2 separate regions of the Zea mays genome follow, and region 2 is linked to region 1. A link is a contact called in public Hi-C data. All regions are on one chromosome and are shown on one strand. Each heading gives the region's core, a stretch centred on a gene start, on an enhancer-like site or on the middle of the called end of the contact. The rest is flanking DNA. Distances are from core to core; before and after follow the strand shown. Region 1 has its middle 21 kb from the start of LOC100282913. Region 2 holds the start of LOC100274157 (Transducin/WD40 repeat-like superfamily protein).

Region 1 (2,786 bases), core at 204-2,703:
CAATTTTATATGTCTCTTACAAGAAATGGTTGATGGTGTGACTTGGTCGGTCACCCTGCCACCGGGGTTGGACAATCGAGTGGATGCTGCTTCAGCAAGAGAGGACCAGGAGGAGTAGTGGGCCAGGCTTCGCCCTACTCCCCAGTTATCATCGTTAGTTGATATACGCTGCACTAGAAGCAATGTTTCTTATTGTTGAACTCCGTTTCATGTAATAACTCAAGTACTCCATTAATATGTGATTTTATGCTTTATTGTATTTCTATGTGTCTAACCTTCACGTGAGCAAGTGGTATTCGATCCTTAATGAGTGGTTTGATCGGACTAGACCCGACGGTCTGACCGTTTATTCGGATTATTTAAGTGTGTCGCTGTTTCTAAGGCGAGACTTAGGCACTGAAGCTAGAATAATCTTGACGGTTTCGCTACACTCTGATCAGACATAGGTGCGTGTATATATATGTGTGTCGCTGTCGAGTGGTGCAGGGGTGACTGGGGCTTCCACCATATATTTGGAAGCACAGGGCTACCAATAGCCAATATATATACACACACGAAGCTGTAGCACTGAAGAATCATTATTATTACATGCATGGGCTGAAGCGTGCAGGCATGCATCCTATGCAGCGACGAGAACAAGTGCTACCACCCGGCCACCCACGCCCTGTACTAGCTAGATTCACACAGGATCGTAGAAGGAAGAAGAAAATAAGTAAGCTTAAAATCAAGATGATCCAATATAATCCTGCACCACCATTGGCCTCCTTGGATCACAGCAGCCAACATCAGAAAGGGGCCGGACCAAAGTGGAATCTCCGGTAATGACAAATCATTCCACCACCCCCTCCTAGGAGGATATCGTTTTCGGAGCCAATTAATTAGTATAGGTAGCTACCAATGCTGGGGATTGAGAGAGGTGCCCCGCGCCACTAGATAGACACACTACACGTACTAGCTAGCCACCACAGCCAGCCATGTGGGATCGTCGATCGATCGATCGATTCGAATGCAGGCGGAGCTGGATTCCACTCTACTGGTTGTTGGGCTGCTGCTTTCGCGCGCGAAAGCACACACACGCACAGTTTAATTTCCCTTCTTCCCCGGCCGGGCCCCGTACGTGGAACCATCGACAAAGAGAAAAAAATCAGAAGCATATGTATCCATGCTTCCAGGGAAATCGAGTGGCCAATCTACAGCTAAACAATCTAGAGCATCTCATGCATGTATGTATGTGCACAATTCAGGCTAGCTAGAGCCTAGGAACCAGCAACAACGACGTACGTACGTACGTTTATTCCCACTGAGCTGGGTTAATGATTGTGAGCCTCCCTCACGCGCGAATATTAGGCCCGAATGAAAAGGACGCGCGCTTTCAGTTGCAGCTAGCACTGGAGAGCTCGATCTGGTTGTGGTGTACTCGTAGCAAATAAACGTGAGGGTACGTACGGAGATGCATGCATGTCCACTGACGGACGACCTGCAGAGATATTGCAGCGTGTAGTGTAGTGATCAGTCGTCGTCACTGTCCTTCTCCCGGCCGGCCTTCTTTGTTGCATAAACAAAACTGTGGTTGCTGTAAAGGAATATATATATATAGAGAGAGAGATACAGCAGCGTTCGTGCGTGAGCGAGGAAGAAGCTAGGAAAAATCAGCCCTCAAGCTAGAAAAAGGCGCGAGTCGCGTCCCGGAAGCAAGCGGGTTGGCTTGCCCGTCTCTTTATTTTGCATTGTGTCGATCGGCCTTTTGTACGTCTTTGTTCGAATTCCAATGGCACATCGATCTCACGTACAGTTTGCTTTAAAAGCATGTACGTATGTATGCTTTGCGTTGCGCAAGAGGTGCACGTGTCGACCGGTAGCGGTAATAAACCTAGAGTGGAGAACTTGTTTATACTTTTTGTGGTCTTGTACGCGCGTGTTTCGTTTCAAGAAAAGGCGGTCCAGACCAAAAATATTAGCGCAAAGCATATCCAATATTTTTATAAAAAAACTTTGAGGGTACTTTATCACAGAATTTTTTTTCATGGCTTTGTTTATGATAATTAAGGATTTTTTTTTTTTTTGTTGTTGTGCTCACTTGTTGAACACATGGCGCGGCTGGCTTGGCAGCGGAAAAAATGCCGTTCGCCTAAAACGTGCAGCCTGCTCTGCTCTGTTTTCTGCCCATGGGCATGCTGCACGCCGGCCCACTGTTCAGCTGCCCGTAGCTGTGTAACATTCAGCTTAGCAGCCCAACAATATCCCTTGCTGCGGGAGCCCAGTTTAGATTTATTTTTTCCCCACATTCATTAACCTTGTGCGGACATACCCTCCTAGGGATGGCAATTGGACCCGTGGGTATGGATACCCACGGGTTTCGTACCCGATGGACATGGATATGGGTTAGAAAACTCACCCGTAGATCATGTCGGGTCGGGTACCCGAAATACGTCGAGTAGGGTACGGATAGTATATTTTACCCATGGGTATCCACTGGATACCCGAAATATTAATTCACAATTTCACATGTTGTGTTTTGGGCCCATGAAGCAAAGCAAAAAAAAGCCCAAAGGCAGTGGGACTCATTGTTGGGTTGTCCTATTCCTATTCACCTAACCCTAACCGGCTAACCCTAACTCCCTGAGACAGACAGACAGGCAGCCTGCAGCCGTCCATCCATTCATCCGCTAAGAGGAGAGGGAGGCCGGTCGGCCGGTGGAGCGGAGATGAGGGGGCAGACAGGCCGGTGGCGAGGAGGCAACGGCATTGCGGCGTGGTGGGTGGCCGTCGTGGCCCTGCAGCTGGGC
Region 2 (2,786 bases), core at 177-2,676, 350 kb before region 1:
TTTACCACGCCCTGTAAACATCCCCTTCCATGAACTTGGGCGGTTACGCCACTCCCAATGCATGCAATCAACACTACCAAGCATACCAGGAAACCCACGTGACTCGCCAACTTGGAGAAGGCGTGCGATATCTTCTGCATTTGGTGCACGAAGATAGTACGGAGCAAACGCGGTTTGGACGGCCGTGCAAAAGTGTTTCAATGCCTCATGAGCAGTAGATTCGCCAATACGCACGTATTCGTCAACGGCATCAGCTGGAATACCGTAAGCAAGGATTCGAACAGCAGCAACAACTTTCTGTAGAGCAGAAAGACCCATCTCACCCGCACAATTTGGACGTTGAATAAAATAAGGATCCACTTGTTGCACAGCATCAACAAGGCGCTCAAAGACATGGCGACGCATGCGGAACCTACCATAGAATTCATGTGTCATAATAGGGGTCGTAGAGTTTTGTACATGGTAAAAAGAATGTGTTAATTGTAAATACCTCCTACGAAATTGAGCATCCGTGTACACGGGGTTGGCTCCAAAGTAGTCCGCTCGGATTCTTGCATCGCCGCTCATGTGATCACGATGAATCCTAACACGCCCTGGAATCGAACCACCATGACGACGCTCATTGCGTGCACGTCGCCTCCTATTGACCATGTGCCTCGCCAACTGCAACTCTTCTTCTTCCTCTTCCATTTCTTCCATCAAGCGCACAAGAAAATTGTTTTCTAAGTAGGGATTCATGGTAGTCGAGTTTGTAAAGGCAAGGTTGAGTGAAGTATGGAAGGGTCACTTGGTATTTATAGAGGAAGTACGCTTCGGATAGAAGACAAGCGCTTGTCGTGCAAGGGAAGCAAGGCTATGGCTTCTCGAAGAAGAGTACTGGCTTACGGTGCAAGATTGTCCATTTTAAAACTTATTTTGGCAACAATATTATAGTATGTGGCGCGTTACCCACAACAATTACACAACAACAAAACAATCAATGTAATTATTATTGATATTTCGAATTTATTGCTTTAAAAATTAATAAATACAATTTTTTCGGATCATTTGTATAGTGTCAAATGAGAACAAAACAAAGAAAAATGAAAAAGAAATGGAAAATGTGAATCTGTTAACACTGTAGCTATAGGGGATGGAATTTAGAGGACGCTGCTGGAGACGGAGAATATATAGAGGACAGAATCTTTTAGAGTGTTCTGTAAAGGACAGAGAATATTCCTTTAGGGGACGAAATTTAGGGGATGCTGCTGGAGACAGTCTTATCCAGTACGCCCTCACCATCACCAACTCACCATCACCAACGCACGCGAGGCAGCCGCTGGCGCGCTGGGCCCGCCTGTTCCCCGAGGCCCGGTCTGTCGTGCGTTCCCATCCACCCGCTCCGGAGTCCGGACACGCGCTCCGCACCCAGGCGCAAGGGTGGTTTGGTTGGCCTCCGCCCCCGCGTCGCCTCGTCTCTGGGCCTGCTCGCCTCATTGCCCCCCGTGCTGCCTACGCTTTTGCCAGCGCGCGCCCCACCACCACCGGAAAAGAAATTCCCCAATTCTACTCCACCCGGCGCGCTCTCCCCACGCGCATCCGGATCCGTCCGCTCTGATCGAGGTATGGCCTCTCGAATCCGCGTTAGATTCGTCCCCTGTCTCTTCATCCGAACCCGCGTGCTGAATTTTTCGTTTCTACCGGGTAAATTTGGGGTGGTTGGTTGGGTGATTTTGCATAAGAAGTGAGTTGATCTGGACTCTGTGCCTGCCTGTGAGGGCGAGGAGGGCATGGACGAGTTCGAGCTGGAGGACAACCTCGAGTTCATCCTCCAGAGCATCCAGGAGCTGATGGAGGACCCGGGGGACAACAACGCCTTCGGAGACGCCAACCAGAACGAGCTCTTCGCCAGCATCGTTAACTACGACCAGGTCTGCTATCGATGTTTCTTCCGTGTGGTGGTTTCATCCGGGGATCGCTGTTTTGTCGGGGATGAAATTTTGATCCCCTCTCCTCGTTTTTTTCCTGAGGAATGTGTTATTGATTGTCTTGCAGGAGAACATGCTGCCCGACGTGTCTGCAGCGGACGTTGCTGCAGGGAAGGACATTCAGGGGATCCCGTGGGAGAAGATGCTCTTCGGGAGGGATAAGTACCGGGAGATGAAGATGAAGAACTACAGAAATTACCAGAATCTAAGTTACGCACGGGAGGATGCTTTGCAGGTACTCAACACTTGGTCATTTCATATTTCCCCCAATCGATGTCCACTCAAATTCTATTTTTAACAGTAGAATGTTCAACTCACTTATGCCCAATACTCCTAGGTTGCTTCCACATAGTCATGAGTCTGTGGTAAGGTACAGTCGTGGATATATATACTGTGTATGGCATCATGCTTGGTTTTTACATGCGAAACATTGAAAACTTTAGGAATATTGATATTTTTCTGAATTGTATTTTTTTGATAATGGTCCTGAATCGCACTTGTGTTGCCTTTTCATGTGAATCACAAGCCAAGCTATGATAATCAAATGTCTTATGTAAACAAATTTGTTCGACATATCTAACCTAGATATTTAATTGCCTCAACATTTTAGTGGTATATTTTGTTGACGTATTCCCTTCCCAACATGGCATTTAACACTACATTATATTGTTTATTTATGTATGTGGAATGAGATAGACGTGGCATTGAAGGCCTCTTTTTTTAATAGGGTTCTGGATTCTTAAATCTATGTTTCTGAATCCTTTTCTGCCTATAAATTTCTTGGGTGAAACAGAATCATTAATTTGGATAGTTTGGTAG

The links. Hi-C and Micro-C count contacts between places; a contact is called where the count stands out from the background.
Region 2: a contact with region 1 is called in a Hi-C map of leaf, with 5 times the contacts expected there. The contact joins the promoter of LOC100274157 here to the enhancer-like site in region 1. A contact is called at or near these places in 2 of 25 Hi-C or Micro-C datasets (bundle sheath and leaf).

The regions. Positions count from the first base shown.
Region 1 is chr1:222,765,293-222,768,078 of Zm-B73-REFERENCE-NAM-5.0, forward strand. No RefSeq gene overlaps it. Among protein-coding and RNA genes, the nearest start is that of LOC100282913, 21 kb to the right of the region's middle. Within about 2 kb of position 1,454, at least 15 of the 20 cell types and tissues checked have an H3K27ac peak or open chromatin away from gene starts, as enhancers often do. A contact at or near this core is called in bundle sheath and leaf, where this site is marked.
Region 2 is chr1:222,414,722-222,417,507 of Zm-B73-REFERENCE-NAM-5.0, forward strand. LOC100274157 (Transducin/WD40 repeat-like superfamily protein) reads left to right here and starts at 1,427. Exons shown (of 10, transcript NM_001148535.2): 1 at 1,427-1,602; 2 at 1,725-1,910; 3 at 2,035-2,202. The coding sequence starts at 1,770. LOC103643318 (protein ALP1-like) reads right to left here and starts at 763. Exons shown (of 2, transcript XM_008666471.4): 1 at 491-763; 2 at 1-412. The coding sequence starts at 738.